Regions from separate parts of the Callithrix jacchus genome. Here region 1 is linked to region 2. The links are chromatin contacts, called in public Hi-C maps. All regions are on one chromosome and are shown on one strand. Each heading gives the region's core, a stretch centred on a gene start, on an enhancer-like site or on the middle of the called end of the contact. The rest is flanking DNA. Distances are from core to core; before and after follow the strand shown. Region 1 holds the start of TRPC4AP (transient receptor potential cation channel subfamily C member 4 associated protein). Region 2 has its middle 16 kb from the start of MMP24.

Region 1 (4,633 bases), core at 1,035-3,534, 110 kb after region 2:
ATGGTCATTCTTGCAGGAGTAGGGTGGTATGGCATTGTGGTTTTGATCTGCATTTCCCTGATTGTTAGTGATGTTGAGAGTTTTTTCATGTTTGTTGGCCATTTGTATATCTTCTTTTGAGAACTGTCTCTTCCTGCCCTTAGCCCACTTTTTGATGAGATTGCTTTTTTCTTGCTGATTTGTTTGAGTTCCTTGTAGATTCTAGATATTAGTCCTCTGTTGGATGTAAGATTTTCTCCCACTCTGTAGGTTGTCTGTTTACTCTGCTGATTGTTTTTTTTTTTTTTTTGCTAATTTTAATTTAGTTTAATTAATTTAGTTTATTTAAGTCTCATCTATTTATCTTTGTTTTTGTTGCATTTGCTTTTGGATTCTTGGTCATGAAGTATTTGCCTAAGCCAATGTCTGGAAGGGTTTTTCCAATGTTATCTTCTAGAATTTTTATGGTTTCAGGTCTTAGATTAAAAGTCCTTGATTCATTTTGAGTTTATTATTATTATTACTATTATTTTTTTGAGGTGGAGTCTCTGTTGCCCAGGCTGGAGTGCAGTGGCATGATCATGGCTCACTGCAGCCTCTGCCTCCTGGGTTCGAGTGATTCTCCTGCCTTAGTCTCCTGAGTAGCTGGGATTACAGGTGCCCACCACCATGTCCAGCTAATTTTTGTATTTTTAGTAGAGGTGGGGTTTCACTATGTTGGCCAGGCTGGTCTTCAACTCCTGACCTCAAGTGATCTGCCTGCCTTGGCTTCCCAAAGTGCTGGGATACAGGTGTGAGCCACTGCCCCCAGCTGAGTTTATTTTTGTATAAGGTGAGAGATGAGGATCCAGTTTTATCTTGTGGCTTGCCAGTTATCACCATTTGTTGAAAAGGATGTCATTTCCCCACTTTATGTTTTTGTTTGCTTTGTGGAAGATCAGTTGGCTAAAAGTATTTGGCTTTATTTCTGTGTTCTCTATTTTGTTCCATTAATCTATGTGCCTATTTTTATACCAGTACCATGTTGTTTGGGTGACTATGGCCTTATAGTATAGTTTGAAGTCAGGTAATGTGATGCCTCCAGATTTATTCTTATTTATTTATTTATTTATTTATTGAGACAGAGTTTTGCTCTTGCTGCCCAGGGTGGAGTGCAATGGCGCGATCTCGGCTCATGGCAACCCTCCTGGGTTCAAGCGATTCTCCTGCCTCAGCCTCCCAAGTAGCTGTGATTACAGGCATGTGCCACCACATCCGGCTAATTTTTGTATTTTTAGTAGAGACGAGGTTTCTCCATATTGGTCAGGCTGGTCTCAAACTCCCAACCTCAGATGATCCACCTGCCTCAGCCTCCCAGTGCTGGGATTACAGGCACAAGCCACTGCGCTTGGCCTCAGATTTATTCTTTTTGCTTATTCTTGCTTTGGCTATGCAGGCTGTTTTTTGGTTCCATATGAATTTTAGAATTTTTTCTTTCTAGTTCTATAAAGAAGGATGGTGAGACCACTCCTTTTAGATGGGGCGTGAGGATGGTAACCAGAGTGCCAGTTCACCTGGGAGAGTCCCTTTTATGCCTACTGTCCAGATGTAATTATTTATTGTGTCTTTTCATTCTTTAAAGTGTTTGGTCTGAGCAATTATTTACAGCCATCTTAGTTGAGTCACAATCTTCACCATTCCCTCTTACATCACACTTAGCTCCCCCCCCCCACTTTTTTTTTTTTTTTATTTGAGACGGAGTCTCGCTCTGTCTGGAGTGCAGTGGTTGGCTCACTGCAACCTCTGCCTCCCGGATTCTTGCAATTCTCCTGCCTCAACCTCCGGAGCAACCGGGACTACAGGTGCACGCCGCCACGCCAGGCTAATTTTTTGTATTTTAGTAGAGACGGGATTTCCCCTTGTTGCCCAGGCTGGTCTCGAACTCCTGAGCTCAGGCAATCCACCCACCTCGGCCTCCCAAAGTGCTGGGATTACAGGCGTGAGCCACCGCGCCTGGCCCTCTTTCATTTTTATGGCAAGCCCCTTGCTAGAAAGGGAAAAATTGTGTGTGCATTGGGTGCAAGGAGTCAGAGCCATCTTGCCACAGAAGTTAGCTTAAAGAATGAATATGTGGGCTCATGGTAGAGACAACAGGCTATCTGGTGGATAGAAAGTAGGACAGGGTTTCCCTTTGACAGAGAATGTGATGTCACAACTTACTAAACCCTTTGCCTTCCATCATTTAATTTCACAACAACCTATCCAGTTACACAACTTATCCAGTTTGAGTCTGTGCATTTCTTTCTGCTGTTTTCCCCTGTGACCTGCATTTCGTGATAAAGAGTTCTAGGCCGTTCTGCTCACCGCTGTATCCCAGACACCCCACCTTTCCCCAGACATGGTTCAGTGTCGGGTGCAAAGAAAGCCCCAGGAACTACTGATTGACTGATCAGGATCCCAGGACCTATAGCTGGAGTGACCTGATGAGGACACTGAGGGGCAGGAGCAGAGTGCGATGACTTGGTCGAGGTCCGCGGCGAGTCACAGGCAGAGAGAAGCAGGCCAGAATCAGATTCGAGGGCCTGACTCCTGACCTGAAGCCCAGGATCATTTCTTAGCCAGCTGCCTGCATCCTCCCCAAACAGAAGGGGAGAAATGGGAGAGTGCGCATGCAGGGACTGATCTCAGACCTCGGGAGATTCAGCCTGAATGCTGGGCCCGGGGGCCAGAGAAACCGGAGGTACCGGAAAGACCTTATCTTTTTTCCCACCGGCCCCGCTGCCGCGCAGGACTACATTTCCCAGCAGCCCCCACGACGCGCACTGTTCGTGCCACGCGGCTTGCGCCTCCGCCGACGGCCCGCTGGGGGCGCTGCGGCGACCCCTCCGCCGCCCCGTAGAAATCTCCTGGGCCCCGAGGCCGCTTGCTTCCTGTTTGTCGGACGAGGAGACATGGCGGCGGCGCCGGCAGTGGCAGGGTCCGGAGCCGGCCGAGGCAGACGGTCGGCAGCCACAGTAGCGGCTTGGGGCGGATGGGGCGGCCGGCCGCGGCCCGGGAACATTCTGTTGCAGCTGCGGCAGGGCCAGCTGACCGGCCGGGGTCTGGTCCGGGCAGTGCAGGTACGAGGCTGGCCCAGGAGGGGCGGGGCGGGGCGGACCAGGCGGGAGCTGGCCAGGGACCGGGAAAGAGGCCTTTCCAGGCCGCCGCTGGACAGGCCAGACCCCCCTTGGCTGGCCGCAAGGCCTCCCTGTGAGCTGCCCGGACGCTCTCAGCTGCAGCGGGGCCGTGGAAAGCAGCTGGCTTGATGTCCCTTGTCAGTAGCCGAGCGGGGCTGGGCTGCTGTGGGCACTGATGGCGTGTACGAACCCTGGGCCCGGTTTCTGGATCCTCCCTCCCTTGCGCCACGTCTGCATGTCTGGGAGACCCTGGCGAGTTTGTTTTAGTCTCTATGGGCCTCGAGTTTCTCCCGTGTATTGGGCGTGGGGGAGGGGGTCATCATTGCAGCCCCCAGACGGTTCCCAAGCGTTATCATAAATGTCATTTTCTCAGGCCTTTCCTTGACACTCTCTCTTCCTCCTTTCTAAAGTAGGTCCCCGTTGTTATTCTGTCACAGCCGCGCATTGGTTTCGTTTACGTTACTTTCTTAGTCTATAATTTCATATTTCTTTGTTGTCTGCCTTTTTCTCGCCTGTCTCCCACATTAGGCTGACTTCCAGCGGGTGCAGAGACTGGATCTGGTTTGCCAATGTAGAGCGTCATGGTTAAGAGGGACTCTGGAGTCAGGCCTGGGTTCAAAGCCCTGCTCCTCTCTCTTGGTTGGGCAGGTTACCTTTCTGTGCCTTAGTTTCCTCACTTGTAAGATGAAGATGAGAATTAGTAACCAACCTTTTAAGATTGTTGTGGAGATCAAAGGGGGCAATTGTGTAAAGCATTAGTGCATTTCTGGCTGAAAGTGGTTGGTTAATATTAAGTATCTGATTTATAACAGGTGCCCAACATATGGTGATTATTATTTTTGAGTGAGTGAAGGACACTGCTTTAGGGTAAAGCAGAATTAGTAAGACCTAGTCTCCTCCTTCTTTCACCCTCCCCCACCTCAAACCTTGCTAACACACCTGTAAAACATTAGCTTTATTTAAAAGACAGCTTTTGCATCAAGGAAGTTTGAAGGATACTCAAGAAACTATAAAGTGGTTGGTGGGAGTGAGGTGGGAATTGGGCTAAAGGGAAAGAGAATGGGAGTGAGACTTTTCACAGTATAACTTTGTATTTAAATTTAACTTGCATATCACTTTCTCAAATGATAAAAGGATAGAATAAAATAAAGGCTAGGTGGTCTGTGTGTATGGAGGATGGTGGATGAAAGGCGCAGTTCTGAGTGAGAAATGTTTTCCTGGGCATCAGACAACCTTTTTAGCAGCCTTTTTCCCCCTTTGTGTTCTTCTCTCCGTGACTTAAGATCCTGTAATCCCAGCACTTTGGGAGTCTGAGGCAGGCAGATCGCTTGAGTCCAGGAATTCTGGACCATCCTGGGCAACATGGCAAAATCCTGTCTCTACAAAAAATTAGCTGGGTTTGGTGATGCGTGCCTATGGGAGGCTGAGGTGGGAGGATTACCTGAGCCTGGGAGGCAGTAGTTGACGGAGTGAGACCCTGTCTCAAAAAAAAAAAAAAA
Region 2 (4,849 bases), core at 1,613-4,112:
GGTGGAGGTTGCAGTGAGCTGAGATCACACACACAAGTGCACTCCAGCCTGGGCAACAGAGCGAAACTCAAAAAAAAAAAAAAAAAAGAAAGAAAAGAAAAAACAAAGGCATATCTCTGGCCCACCCTGAATGCTACACTGCCTGAGGCAATAAAAAAAATCTCAGATTGGGGGACAGTTAAAAATACAAGATTCAGAAAATATCCTTCAATTATGAGCGACATTATTTATCTTGTAAAATTTTGTATGTATTTTTGTTAGTTTTGAGACAGGGTCTTGCTCTATAGTCCAGGCTGGAATGCAGTGGCACAATCATAGCCTACTCGATCTCCTGGGTTCCAGAAATCCTCCTGCCTCAGCTTCCCAAGTAGCTGAGACTATAGGTATTTGCCATCATGCTCACCTAATTTTTTAAAATTTTTCCTAGAGATGAAGTCATACTATGTTGCCCAGGCTGGTCCTGAACTCCGGAGCTCAAGCAATCCTCCCATCTTTGTGTTCCAAAGTGTTGATATTACAGGTCCTGATGACTGGTTCTTCATCATCAGGAGCCATGGAGTAGTATCAGCAGTCCTTTGAAGGGGTGGGAGATACCTGGACCTGAAGATTTTGGAGGCTCCCCAAGCCATTTATACCTATTTCTGAATCTCCTTATACCTCTCAGTGAAACACTGCACTTGGCCTAATATTTTTTTAACATTTTTATTTCATTTATTTATTTTCTTAGAGATGGGGGTCTTGCTCTGTTGCCCAGGTAAGAGTATAGTGGCATGATCATAGCTTGCTGCAGACTTGAACTCCTGGGCTCAAGCAATTCTCCCACCTCAGCCTCACAAACAGCTAGGACGACAGGCACACAACACCACACCTGGCTAATTTTTTATTTCTGTGGAGATGGAGTTTCACTATGTTGCCCAGATTGGTCTCAAACTCCTGGGCTCAAGTGATCTTCCAGCCTTAGCCTCCCATAATACTGGGATGACAGGCTTGAGCTGCTGTGTCCAGCTGACATTATTTATCAAAATTATTTTAAGTGGTATGTGAGCAAAAGAGTATGAAGACCACTGGTTGAAGACCATAGGCTGTGGTGGCCTTTAGGAGGGCTTCTAGGAGGTAGTAGCCTGGTCTCTACCTCTAGTCCTCTGAAACTGAATCTAAATTTCACCAGGCAGACCAAGAAAATCATTGTAGACCAAGAAAACGAGACGGAGTTACACTCTTCGCTGCCCAGGCTGGAGTGCAATGGCACCATCTTGGCTCACTGCAACCTCTGCCTCCCAGGTTCAAGCCATTCTTCTGTCCCAGCCTCCCCAGTAGCTGGGATTACAGGAGCCTGCCACCACACCTGGCTAATTTTTGTATTTTTAGTAGTGATGGGGTTTCACCACGTTGGCCAGGCTGGTTTCAAACTCCTCACCTTGTGATCCACCTGCCTTGGCCTCCCAAAGTGCTGGGATTACAGGTGTGAGCCACCGCCCCCAACCTGTACTTGATTTTTTGGTAATCACCACCACAGCTGACCAGTCTCCTTTTTGAAATACACTTCCCCTGACTTTGGGGTGATCGCACATTTCTGATTTTCCTCTCCTTGGCCCCTTATCCTAAGTTTTTGCTAGCTCCATCTCTTCCAGTTCACCTTTTAAATGCTGGAGTTTCTCAGGGAAGTTATAAGCCTTCTACTCTTTCTATTATTTTCCCACTAAGATATTTCATCCATTACCACAGTTTCAAATACAGTCTGTATCCCAACAACTCCCAAATTTATATTTCTAGCATAGACCTTGCTCCCAAGCTCCTAAATCCAATTGCTTACGCCACATCTATACCTTAATATCTCATGGGATTCCCAAACTGCAAAAAGCCACAGCCAAGTTCATATTCTTTCCATTCAAAATATCTTCTTCCTCTAGGCTTCCCCGACTTAGTAATTGTACTTTATCTGCCCAGTTGTTCATGCCAGAGACCTGGAAGGCATTTTTGATATCACTTTAACCTCCCCCATAGCCAACCAATAATTTATTTCTATGAATTCTCCTTTGTGTAAGAGTTCCCTAAGCCTCCAGACTAGGCATACCCTTATACTTTTTCCTTTTTTTTTTTTTTTTTTTTTTTTAAAGGATGGAGTCTGACTCTGTCACCCAGGCTGGAGTGCAGTGGCGTGATCTTGGCTCGCTGCAAGCTCCGCCTCCTGGGTTCAAGTGATTCTCCTGCCTCAGCCTCCCAAGTAGCTTGGATTACAGTCCTGTGCCACCACACCCAGCTAATTTTTGTATTTTTAGTAGAGGTGGGGTTTCACCATGTCGACCAGGCTGGTCTTGAACTCCAGGCCTCAAGTGATCCAGCCGCCTCGGCCTCCCAAAGTGCTGGGATTACAGGTGTGAGCCACTGCTCCTAGCCAAATATTTGTTAAATGAACAAATGTAAGCACTATTTATAGTGTCATGTAGTCTTTAGTATTGTGTGGTGTTCTGTTGTGTTGTTATTTAGCACCTATTGCTATGTTCACGGTAGGGGGCAGCAGAGTACATAGATCATGAAAGAGTCCAGTACTCAGTATTAAAAGGGCGACTGGAGATAAATCACTTAACCTTTCTGAGACTATTTCCTTCTCTGGAAGTCAGGGTTAATTCTCCTTCCTTTCCTTGGATCAGAAAAGATAAGCAGATGTAAAAGGGCTTCACTGCAGGACAAACAAGAGGGAGTGTGAATAGAGTCACTTAAGATAAATATTTGTTGAATAAATAGAGACAGAGGAAGAGGATTTTGGCTATTAGACTGTGAGACAGATTGCAGTAGAGAGTTGACAGATTCCGAAGAGAGAAAATGAAAGCTCCCGGAAGAGACTGGCCTATGCCCAGAGCCAGCGCTGTGAAGTCAGCACGGGATGTCCTTGGCATGCTCGCATCTCCACTCCCTGATCACCGTCTCTACCTCTACCTCTGGCCTCTATTTTCCCATCGTGGTGCTGTCGGCTTTTCCTTCCCTTCTCTCCCATCAAAGCACATCCGTCCTCTGTCCTGGCCACTCAGAGGCGTGCTCACTGCCATCCACAGTGACAGCCAGTTAACCCGATAAACGGATTCTCACTTAAAGTGCCCAGGGCAGATAGAGTATTATTTTACCTCTCTCAATAACAAGAATTGTGCCCTCTTGAGACAGAAGGAATAACTTACTCAGAAATTATAAGTTCCAAATAATAAAGTTTAGGATTTGTGGAAGGAGAGGAAATGGAAGGTTAATAGAAATGAAGACAGTCATAACTTGGCCGGGCCCGGTGGCTCACTCCTGAAATCCTAGCACTTTGGGAGGCTGAGGTGGGCAGATCACCTGAGGTCAGTGGTTCGAGACCACCTGGCCAACATGTTGAAACCCCATCTCTACTAAAAATACAAAAATCAGCCAGGCATGGTGATGTGCTCCTGTAGTCCCAGCTACTCAGGAGGCTGAGGCCAGAGAATCGCTTGAACCTGGGAGGCAGAGGTTGCAGTGAGCCAAGATCGTACCTCTGCACTCCAGCCTGGGCAACATAGCAAGAGTCTGTCTCTACCACAAATAAAACAAAATAAAAATTAGAAAACATATTAAAAAATAAATTGTGTATTCAAGTCCTTTGTTAGAAATGTGATTTGCGACTGGGTGCAGTGGCTCACACCTGTAATCCAGCACTTTGGGAGGCCAAGGTTGAAGTGGCTCACACTTGTAATCCCAGCACTTTGGGAGGCCAAATTTGGGAGGGATCACTTGAGGTCAGGAGTTTAAGACCAGCCTGGTCAACACGGTGAAACTCCATCTCTACTAAAAACACAAAAATTAGCCAGGCTGGGTGGTGGATACCTGTAATATCAGCTACTGGGGAGGCTGAGGCAGGAGACACTTGAACCTGGGAGGAGGAAGTTGCAGTGAGCCGAGATCGCACCATTGCAATCCAGCCTGGGTGACAAGAGCAAATCCCCATCTCAAAAAAACAAAACAGAAAGAAATGTAATTTGCAAATATTTTCTCCAAGGTTATTGCTTGTCAATGCCTTTTGACAAAAAAATTTAGTTTTGATGAAATCTAATTTATTCAATTTTCCTTTTATAAACTGTGCTTTAATGTTGCATCTAAGAACTCTGCCTAACCCAAAGTGACAAAAGTTTTTCTTTTATGCTTTTTTCTAAAAGTTTCATGAGTTTATATTTAGGTCTATGATCCACTTCAACTAAATTTGTTAAATACAAGGTATGTGGTATAGGTCAAGGTTTCCATTTTTGCCTATGAAAGTCCCGTTGTTCCAGCATCTTTTTTTTTTTGAGACAGAGTCTCGCTCTATCACCTGTCCAGGCTGGAGTGCAGTGGTACCACCTCAGCTCACTGCAACCTCTGCCTCCTAGGTTCAAGCAATTCTCCTGCCTCAGCCTCCAGAGTAGCTGGGATTGTGCCACCATGTCAGGCTAATTTTTGTATTTTTAGTAGAGATGGAGTTTCACCAATTTGGCCAGGCTGGTCTTGAACCTACTGACCTCAGGTGATCCGCCCACCTTGGCCTCCCAAAGTGCTGGTATTACAGACATGACCCACCATGCCTGGCCCATCCAGCACCATTTATTTTATTTATTTATTTTTATTTTTTGAGACTGAGTCTTGCTCTGTCACCCAGGTTGGAGTGCAGTAGCATGATCTTGGCTCACTGCAACCTCTGCCTCCCAGGTTCAAGTGATTCTCCTGCCTCAGCCTCCTGAGTAGCTGGGATTACAGGCACCCACCACCACACCCAACTAATTTTTGTATTTTTAGTAGAGATGGGGTTTCACCATGTTGGCCAGACTGGTCTCAAACTCGTGACCTTGTGATCTGCCTGCTTTGGCCT

What was found. Hi-C and Micro-C count contacts between places; a contact is called where the count stands out from the background.
Region 1: a contact with region 2 is called in a Hi-C map of induced pluripotent stem cells, with 2.5 times the contacts expected there. The contact joins the promoter of TRPC4AP here to the enhancer-like site in region 2. A contact is called at or near these places in 3 of 3 Hi-C or Micro-C datasets (induced pluripotent stem cells and skeletal muscle).

The regions. Positions count from the first base shown.
Region 1 is chr5:4,219,051-4,223,683 of calJac240_pri, forward strand. TRPC4AP (transient receptor potential cation channel subfamily C member 4 associated protein) reads left to right here and starts at 2,285. Exons shown (of 20, transcript XM_078371060.1): 1 at 2,285-3,077. The coding sequence starts at 2,628.
Region 2 is chr5:4,105,794-4,110,642 of calJac240_pri, forward strand. No RefSeq gene overlaps it. Among named protein-coding and RNA genes, the nearest start is that of MMP24, 16 kb to the left of the region's middle. Within about 2 kb of position 2,863, at least 6 of the 16 cell types and tissues checked have an H3K27ac peak or open chromatin away from gene starts, as enhancers often do.